Regions from separate parts of the Mus musculus genome. Here all the other regions are linked to region 1. The links are chromatin contacts, called in public Hi-C and Micro-C maps. All regions are on one chromosome and are shown on one strand. Each heading gives the region's core, a stretch centred on a gene start, on an enhancer-like site or on the middle of the called end of the contact. The rest is flanking DNA. Distances are from core to core; before and after follow the strand shown.

Region 1 (3,241 bases), core at 268-2,767:
ATCCACTTACAGAAATCCAGAGGGCACCAGCTGGCTGTGAACATGGTGGCTTGGTTTGACCCTCTTCCACCTTAATGCTTGGAGGGTGACCCCAAAGAATACTGTGTTGTTTTTGTTCTCCCCTTGCAAGTCACCACAGAGAAAAGTAGCCCTGTGGATTTGTTTCTAAATCGATTCTAACCACCTCGCCAACAGAGGAAAACTAAATACAGTTTACTTACAAATACATATATTTTTGTTACATCATTTCCACCCTTTTATAATTTAAGCATTGTCTCTGAAAAAGTGACAGGAGTAGGGGCTGGAGAGATGGCTGGGCTGTTAAGATCACTGGCTGCTCTCCTAGAGGACCTTGGTTGGATTCTCAGCAGAAGTCTCTGCAGCTCCAGTTTCAGGGTATTCTGCGCCCTCTGCTGGCCTCCACAGGCAGTGCATGCTCGTGGTACCCAGACAATGTCAGCAAAACACCCCCGCCCTAGTTTTGTTACTATAAATGTTTCTGCCTTACAAATACTGGTGATTTTCATCAATGATCTTGATGCTATATGCAGTTTTAAGAAATATTTTTCAATTTAAATAAAGTTAACAATTTGGAAAGTCAAAAAAAGAAAAAAAATAAACAGTGTCAAAGTGAGAACAAAACAACAGCATGGAAATCCTAGGATATTTTCAAAAGGGAAAACTCTTCAAACAGAAATCTACCCTCCTCTTCAGCCAGGCTAACCCCCAGATGCCCCCACCTCTCCTCTGCCCCAACCTCCACATTATAATATTCTCAACTGATAGCAAATAGAAGCAGGGGAAAAAAACAAAACAAAACAAAACACCACAACAGAATCTGCCTTTCAGTTCTAAGCACAGGCAATGGAGATGACAAAAGGAGTTCTGGACGTACTATATTGTACGTTGCTGTTTCACTAGGAGGACTGAATGCTGCTTCACTTCAAAGTGTCTCCTTTGTAAAGAAAGAAGTTTATTTGATGGCATGCTCAAGGCTTCTGTCTGTACTACGTTATCTTAGCACTGTTATGCCCAAGTCTCAGGGACCCCAAAGACTACCAAGGAGTCAATTCCGATGCAAACATACAGGGTCTTTAATGCGAGCAAGGACTCTCACCTGCACCATGACAATGGCTCAGAAATGAGTGGTTACAACAAGCTTGGCGAGTTTCCATACGGGTCAGCAAGTTAATATTTTTAAAACTGCATTTCTGACGTAATCTGTAGGAACCAGATACAGGGGCAAAACCACCTGACAAACAGGATGGCCAGATTTTCTATTTTCTGCAGGATGTCTTAGGTTATATGTACCTTGGCCCTGCCAGTGTAGCCTGACTGGCCGTTGCTAGGGGTAGGGTCCAGGAGTCCGGGCAGTTGCCGTATGATGTTCGCACAAGTGGTCTTCATGGCTTTCATCCTGGAATTGGAGTCAGGCCTCGTACAAACTGGAGCTTCTTCTTTAAAAAATGGAGTTGGTTGGGCTTTAGAGCACCACTTGTCAGTTCCTCCTAGGAATCCTTCTGGAAGCTACAAAGCACCCCTGCCTCTTTATTGGGCTATGTGACATCACAGAACATCTGCATCACACCCACTCCCACGTGATCGGCAAGTGCTGTGCGACAGAGAGAGGATGAAACACAACAAGGAGCGCAGGGCAGGGAGGATCTCCGTAGGGCTGAAGCCGGTGGGTCATGCTGCTTACTGTAGCTGGTTTTTGATTAGTCTGCGTTGCCCAGATGCTATTGCACTGGGTGGTAAAATGGCCTAGATTATTATCTCTGTGCCTCTAGGAGCTGGCACTTCACCTGCCTAACATGGAATGCTGCTTCTTAAATGGCGTTAGATTGGATTCTGGTGAATTAAGGACTGTTCACAAATCTGGAACAGAAACAAATGATCACTCCGTAACAAGAACTCCAAGGAACAAGTGATGGTAAGTCGGAGAGGGGAGGGTGGGACATTTTTCCCAACAGTCCAAGACAGATAATCCATTAAAGTCAAGTGGCTTGTGGCCAATGAGAGTTGTTAATACTACAGAGACTTGGCGAAACCATTTGTGGGTTTTCCATTTCAACACAGTATCTAACAAACATCAATTTACAGGCAACCTGGGCAGTGAGCAATAATTCCCCAAATGACCCGTCCCCAGCCCCCACCTCCCAAACACCTCCCACACATACACCCCATGCACACCCTGTGCCTTTGAGTGACCCCTTCCTTCCCAGCACTGAACTCTGTTTTTTCTGTTTAGCAATGAGTGCCCATCCTCTGCTCTTACCTCCGGGACCAGCAGCCAAGCAAACAACAGTAAGCGTCTATTTTAGTAGGATCAATACATTTCTAGATGTTGTGACTGCTGAGTGTGACCCCATGTTCTCAGGCATAGTGGAAGGGATTGCATCTCTGAGCAAGAGAACACACAATCACAGGACATCTTAGGAACCAAGGAACTGGACTTTTAAAAATGTAAACTCTATGTAGTTAGAATTTAATCCAGCTCAGGGGATGGCAATCTGACTCCTGATGTGTCTTCCCTTACCTCTAGATACTTAAGCAGAAAGCAGTCTTAAGGTAGGGTAACATGAAATCCATGTTAACCTCTCAAGACAATGATGTGAGAATTTCATCTTATCTTTAAGAAAATGACATGTAACCTTTCATATATGCTTCTCTATTAGATAGTAACAAAAATATAAATAACAGATTGTCCTAAAACCAACTGGAATAGACAGGATAAGGGAGTCTCAGTTTCACCTTTGCCCTTGACTTTGACCACACTTCCCTCTCCACCCACATACATGTTTCCCTGCCTTTTCTTCCTGCCTCTCTTTCTTACCTCACTTACCCCTGAACTGTGACTAACTGGCAAACCACAGGGCTTGCAGAAACAGCTCTCTAAAGTCCTGGTCTCACAGTTATTAGATGAGATTACTCCAGCAAACCTAAGCCATGGGCATGAAAACGAGAACAGCCTCCAACTGAAAGTTTCACAGCAATTACAGACAAATACTATGAACCTGGCCAAACCACAAAGATATATACCCCTGCCCTTCCTTACTGTGCAAAATGTCAAGCCAGCATCAATTGAGAAAGCTGCTTGGGCTTCAGGTCTCCCTTAGGATGCAACAACAGAATGGTCTTTAAGGCAGTGGTTCTCAACCTGTGAGTCAACCTTTGGGGGTCAAATGACCCTTTCACAGGGGTTGCATAAGAAAAGGGGTCAGAAAATACAGCCAGTTAT
Region 2 (3,241 bases), core at 493-2,992, 160 kb before region 1:
CACTGTGCAGGAGAGAGCCACACTGTCGTGTGAATGCAGTTCTGTTTCAGACTGTTTCAGACTGTTGTCTGAATGCATCACTGGACTCTGACTTCCTCAGCTTTCCCTCCTCTGATGAGAGCTCCCCCTCTTCTGATGAGAGCCCCCCAATAGGTGGGGATTCTTGTGCCCCTTGCAGCCTTGGGTCACATGGAAATCATGGGAATTACTCTTTACATTCTCCTATCTCCAATCTGTAAAATCAACAAGGAAGAAGGAGCTTGTTGGCCTCTATCTGCCTTCTGATTCTTCAGGGGAGCTAGTCTGAATCCACTGTGGCTGTAAATAAATGCCCATTGGAGACACTCCTCAGCCACCAGTGCCTGTGAGCTTTGCAATTTACCATAGAAGACAATTTAAAATGGCATTTAAACATAATATTCAATAGGGTTTAAGCTGTGATTGTGAACAGAGTCATTATACCTCGCTTGACCCTCCAGCTACCATGAATGATCAGCCTTTGAATATGGATGGAACGGATGAGCCCTTGAGCTATGCATGCAGCCTTGTTCTTTTACCTTGCATTCTGCAAAATGTCACCAGCTTTATCTTTCTCAAACACTCTCTGACTCAGAAACATTACTAGCTACGTATTATTTGTTCAGAAAAGGCTGAACTTCCTATGTCAGTGTTGTTAACCTTGCACAAGTATTAGAATTAGCTGGTGAGTATTTTGCTCACGAAAGCCTTGGCTATTTGAATTGAAAGTTCCAGACTGTGAGAGGTAGGTGTTGGCATTCTTTTTAAACCTCTTTATTTAATGTTAATATGCAAATAGAGTCAAGATCCACCATCTTTGAGGATGTTTCTAGAAATCTGGATCGAAAATGGCAGGGACAGATGTGTAACATATGGAATAAGAAGGAGAAAGCCAAGCCAATTGAGGTGCTGATGTCTTAGGAATGAGGAAGATACAGTTTTTACTCACTAAGTAAAAATGGAAAATGAGCCCCACAGTCATCCATTGCTGGCTACAGTTACTTACTTAGCCCCTCCTGGGGCAGTTCTATCAGATTCTGGCAGCGTTGCAAGCAATGCATAGTGTCATACTGGTGTCTTGTTAAGTCACTGCATGCTGGGCTCATGTACCCCAACTCTGCCTCCTAAGGGATAAGAACTCGACGGACAAAGTTTTATTGGCTTATAATTTTCCCCTAGCATAAATATGAAGAGGAAGACAGAGTCTTGTATGTTATGGCTACTCATAGGCTGCCCCTCCTTCCCGCTCTGGAAAAGATAAATTGTCACAATTTATGTCATATTGTGTAAGTGCCGGCAGTTCTGTTCCAACGTGAAACAGACCCCTGAAAGGGCAAATGGTCTCTCTGAGAGTGGGCAGAGACAGCTATCACCCCTAACTCATTTTAGGGGGTTTTGGCATCTATGTTTGGCCACAAGACCTGGGGTGGCTTTATCAAAGCACTTTATGACTGTGCTTTTGAAAATGTTCTTCTCTAGTCATCATTATGAGGTAATGTATTAGGTAATGTCTTGAGCAATAGCCAGAAGGCTAAAATGTCAGCTTTACTGCTCACATACCTGAGAATAACAATGTTGGTTATTATTTTTAAACTACAGCATCATTGAAATGCCTCATAAAGAGAAATTAATAGTGACAACTGTGTCTCTGTATTAAACATAGCTCTATTGGGGGAAAAAGCCTAGGTTACTCACTAATACTTGTTAGGATTCCTCTCTATCTCACCCCATCCACCATGTACTCTTCGTCTCAGCCCTCACAGCCAAGTTCAAATTACCCAGCTCTCTCTAATATCCACAGGTAAGTTCCAATCACACTGATTTTCAGACTCCAAATTTAATCTCAAGGATTGTCATAAAATACGTTATAAATGACAAGAAACCAAATGTCAGAACATAATTCAAAACTTAGCACGTAGACTGGAAAAACGATGTTTTGAAATCTCGAAATCCAAATAAAGGATGTTAGTTACAAGGGCTAAATATGTATACATAGCAGTCCAGGGGAGAATTTAGGATGTCTGCCAAGGTGAAGTTTTTTTTTAAATTCATCAAGTTCTTTACCAATGAGTCATTCTTTAACCAGAGTGAAGACCAATGGAGATTTTCAAAATCTCTAATTTAGTTTAGTGGTACAACTTAATGTGTTCCTGCTGGCTTTTGCTCCCTCCAGTCTTTCTTTGAAAAGATTTATTTATTCATTTTACATATATGTGTTCTTTGCTTGCATATTTATCTGTGCCACACATATGTGCAATGCCCAAAGATGTAAGAAGAGAGATCACATCCCTGGGAACTAGAATTATAGACTATTGTTAGCCATCCTGTGGGGGCCCAGAGCTAAACAAGAGTCCGCTGCAGGAGCAGCCTGTGCTCTTAGCCAGTGAACGCTCTCAACAGCCCCTCACACCAGATGTTAAAGACTGCTCCTTTATTGGCAACACACATGCCTTGACCTAGCCATGAAACCAGCTAACCTTTTGTTTTTGCCAGTTGTGTTTTATATGAAATGATGCACTTAGACAGGAGAGTCTTACAGGCTGATCACTACTCTATGCAAGACCAAAAGACATAACAGATATAATTCTGCAGCAAAGACCGTTGGAAAATAGCCAACCGCAGTATTAAGAACATGGACTAACATTCAGTTTATCTCCTCTCAGAATTCCAAGAAGCAACAAAACTTAAAGACAAACACCTGCCTTAGAAAATGAGGGTGCCAGGAAGGAAATGAAAACAAAAAATAAAACAAAAAACAATCAAACAAACAAACCAACAAACAGAACACTAAAATTATATACATATCCATCCATTTATATCTTCCTGGTTTTTATTAAGTATGTGTCATCAATGCAGAGTGGATTTTTTAATTTTATGTTTAATGAGTCCTAACTAGAAATCACCCTTGTAAGAAAAACTATGACTTCAAAGGCAATTTGGTTATTTCTTCAGACCAATCTCTTTCAGTGTTTAAAGCTAAACATTAATATTCAATAAAATATGAATTAAGTATATTCTATCAACAAACCATATTCTATTTGTTAATAAATACAAAATAGCATCTGGAGTTGTTGATGCTGAGAGTAATCTCTAACTGAAGAGTCATATACCTTATTCTGTACAATATATTCAGGCCTTCAAAGAAAAACTGTGATCATTTTCTTTAGTACGCAGACCAACTTACTGTCATAGATACCCTTCTGACCAAAGTTGTAAGCTAGGT
Region 3 (3,241 bases), core at 314-2,813, 130 kb before region 1:
TATCTGGAAAGTTTAGAAATATATTAGCTTTTTGTGCATCTCTCCTAAGATGTGCCAGGGACCTAATATTTTACCTGCAGTTTTCCCAGTTGTCAACTTTATTTCTTCTTTCACGTCCTTTTTCTTTGCATGAGAATGTCCAGGGTCACTTACTCAATTCATATTTTTACAGGTATAATTCACTGTCCATTTTAGTAGCTTGTATTAGTTGCTTTTCTTTTTATTTTATTTTTTCTCATTAAGTCACCTATTCCATCTATTTCCTTGGGTTTATAATACACATTCTTTGTTCCTTATTTTCTCTGCTATCCTCCACACACAGCATACATGCTCTAGAATGTTTCTTTGCTCAGTGTTGATTCCAGAAAATGCAACTACCTGCCTTATTTGAGAGCATAGCTGGGTGGGCTCTCTCTCTCTCTCTCTCTCTCTCTCTCTCTCTCTCTCTCTCTCTCTCTCTCTCTCTCTCTGTGTGTGTGTGTGTGTGTGTGTGTGTGTGTGTGTGTGTGTGGTGTTGATAGAGATACCTCCAAGGACAAGAGGTAAAGCACAGCCTAATTCATATTCAGCAGAGTCGTTTCTTTGGCAGCTGAAACAAACCTGCAGAAGTCCTGCTGTCACAGAAACAGACTCAGACACCCACCCCTGGCTCGTCCACCTGCACATACACTCAAGGGAGATTGTTCTCCTGGCTTTCGGATTACAGCTCCCTCACAGTGGGCTGTATCGCAGCCATGAGTCATGAGAAGCTGAAAGAGTCAAGGCCTGGTGATGCTTATAGGAACCTTTAGTGGGCAGAACATAATTACAAAATCCAGCCCTAAGTGCTATTTCTCATTATTTATCTTCCAAACTGCCTCCTCTGCCTCAGCACAACGTGACAAAAGGCCCTGGCTCATCTGAGTGACTGGAGAACGTGCTGCTTTGTTTGGTGAGATATTCTGGATCCTAAGTGCGGCTGGCTCTCTGGTTTGTGAACCTTGATCAGCAAGTGCTCTGCATTTCTCTGGTAGTCTTTGGAAACAGGTATGTAGATGATTCACAAGACTATTGAAGGTCTTTAAAAAAATGACAGATGAATCATAGAAAAGACGACTAGAGCAGTACAAAAAAAAAAGCTGAAAATGTTCTGCTTGTAACCACCCATCCTTAGTAATTATTCATTTGGGGAGAAAAAAAAATGGATTCACTTATTTTCACTTCCTGACATTAAAATGAACTATGAATGAACCTTCTTCTTCTTTTTTAAAAAAATAGTTGTTGTGTCTTGTTGCTTATTCATAAAAAGATGGAACTGTTTTCTACTGAGTGGTTTTCCTGTGATAATAATAAGCTTATCATTAGTTTGAATTTTCAACTCAAGTGTTCTCATCAAAGACGGCTGTTGAACAGAATGAGAAATTGTTGTCCCTTCCTGAGATTTTCTCAGCTCTCACCGGAAACATGCTCCCGCAAACACTGACCCAGCTCAACCCCACTCCGTTTCTCAGAGCAGATGAGGTCATGTCCTGGTGTGGTGGCGCTCTGCACTGCAGTCTCAATCATTTGACCATTGCTGGCATAAAAAAATGGGACCCAGGATTTTAGATTACACAGCCATCTAACAGAGGAGGGTACTGTCTGTACGGGGAACACTACATGATTCATTTTTTCTTAGAAAAAAAAATTAAAGTCATATTTCTTTGATGTGTCAGCAGTGTTGACTGAAAGCAGATTGCAGATTCTTTGTACTCAACTAGAGGGAGAAATCCAGGGAGGGAAAGCAAGAGAGCAAATGTGAGGTTTCTCTTCAATCAAGCAGGGTTAGCGCTGTTTCTAGCAAATTCACCTAAATCAAGTGCATAGCTCTTGGAATGTAATAGTGTAACCTAATGATGCTCACAGAGAGGCCATAGGAAGAGGAAAATGAGAAGAGAAATAATTATTCTTGTCTGTCTAGGGAGAGAAATGCATGGGGAGGGGACACACAGAGCCTGAAATGTTGGTGTGCAGTGGGAATACAAGGACGCACATTGAGAGCTACAGGAAGAGGAAGAGATCATTCCCGAAATAATTTGGAAGTAGGACCAGAGGCTATACCGAGGCTCTCTGTTATCTTTGTTCTTCCTCTCGCGTCATTCTACTGGGATCCCATCAGGCTCTCTACAAAGATGCACAATGTCTATGGACAATAAACATTACACCTGCCCGAGAGTGGGGGGAAATTAGCCCACTAAACACAAGAAGTTCAGCTGTGCCATCCCTAAAGCTTTCTGGGAAAGAATGGCTTGGAGCTATGGAAGAACATAGGCATTTTCTGGAGGCAGAAGGAAGGGTAGTGACTCATCTGCTTCCTTTATATGGAAATTATCCTCTGTGTCCCCTTGGGCTGCAAGGATTCCCATAGTTGAGGATTGCTACTGCCTGATAATGTCTCCTAGAACAGCATCACTGTGCTGTAGTCTTTTATTCACTTAGAAGCTTCAATGCCTGTGTCTTCCTTCTTTGACTATCACTGATTGTGCCCTCAAACCAAGGGTGAAACAAACCTAGGGATGATTTCTAAGGTCTGCACACTCTGGTACCAGAAAGATACTGGGAGTTCCAGGAACTCCTTGGAAAACAACCAAGTATGCAGATGTAACAAGGTAGTTGCTGTTTGATCTCTGAACAATACACACTTTCTCTAACTAAGATGGCCAGCTCACCCAGGGCTCAAAAGACAGCCTGCTATATGCAATTAGAATCTTACTGAAAAGTAAGAGAATTAACAGAGTGGATTTAGCTGATTGCAGCAAATCACAACTAAGGTAATGAACTTGAATGCATGGTAAACAACACGACTTTCTACCAGCTGAGTTAGATGCAACTTCTTGTGCTCAGCTTGGGCTTTTTGATGTTTCCGTGGCTGTTGTTTTAAAATCATGAATAGCAGCAAGGATGCCTAGATGGACCTTCACATCATGAGCACAGCACTGTTCACACCAAAATCGTAAAATATCCTCAACAAATGGAGTTAGAAAGAACACCTGCCAAGGCTCCCTTCATTGCTTTGCAGGAAGCTTTACAAATGGTGCCATGAGAGTCATTCTAAATTAGACTATCAGGCTGACAGGCCTAGCATCACTGGCTTGCACAAACCTCATCGAATGTGACAGGATGGAAATCTAGGTGGCATAATGAGGCATGGGAGCAATATTTTCAAGGGTGCTAATAGTTATTCCACGGATCTTTCCCCTCAAGGCAAGTAAGCTCCCCAAAT

What was found. Hi-C and Micro-C count contacts between places; a contact is called where the count stands out from the background.
Region 2: a contact with region 1 is called in a Hi-C map of embryonic fibroblasts, with 2.9 times the contacts expected there. The contact joins the enhancer-like site here to the promoter of 1700057H21Rik in region 1. A contact is called at or near these places in 6 of 484 Hi-C or Micro-C datasets (the HL-1 cell line, adipose-derived mesenchymal stem cells, embryonic fibroblasts and 2 more) and 1 of 9 other capture datasets (embryonic stem cells).
Region 3: a Micro-C map of granulosa cells shows a contact between it and region 1, with 2.6 times the contacts expected there. The contact joins the enhancer-like site here to the promoter of 1700057H21Rik in region 1. A contact is called at or near these places in 12 of 484 Hi-C or Micro-C datasets (3T3-L1-derived adipocytes, the HL-1 cell line, adipose-derived mesenchymal stem cells and 6 more), 1 of 115 datasets of contacts at active chromatin or transcription factors (bone marrow-derived dendritic cells) and 1 of 9 other capture datasets (embryonic stem cells).

What each region holds. Positions count from the first base shown.
Region 1 is chr2:51,436,383-51,439,623 of GRCm38.p6, forward strand. 1700057H21Rik (RIKEN cDNA 1700057H21 gene) reads right to left here and starts at 1,518. Exons shown (of 3, transcript NR_130155.1): 1 at 1,312-1,518. Gm32434 (a long non-coding RNA gene) reads left to right here and starts at 1,610. Exons shown (of 5, transcript XR_374359.3): 1 at 1,610-1,684; 2 at 1,791-1,933; 3 at 2,252-2,307.
Region 2 is chr2:51,277,504-51,280,744 of GRCm38.p6, forward strand. The region is part of intron 1 of Gm13497 (predicted gene 13497); the gene reads left to right. Among named protein-coding and RNA genes, the nearest start is that of Gm13497, 37 kb to the left of the region's middle. Within about 2 kb of position 1,743, at least 35 of the 459 cell types and tissues checked have an H3K27ac peak or open chromatin away from gene starts, as enhancers often do. A contact at or near this core is called in the HL-1 cell line and embryonic fibroblasts, where this site is marked.
Region 3 is chr2:51,304,113-51,307,353 of GRCm38.p6, forward strand. No RefSeq gene overlaps it. Among named protein-coding and RNA genes, the nearest start is that of Gm13497, 64 kb to the left of the region's middle. Within about 2 kb of position 1,564, at least 64 of the 459 cell types and tissues checked have an H3K27ac peak or open chromatin away from gene starts, as enhancers often do. A contact at or near this core is called in adipose-derived mesenchymal stem cells, embryonic fibroblasts, granulosa cells and 1 more, where this site is marked.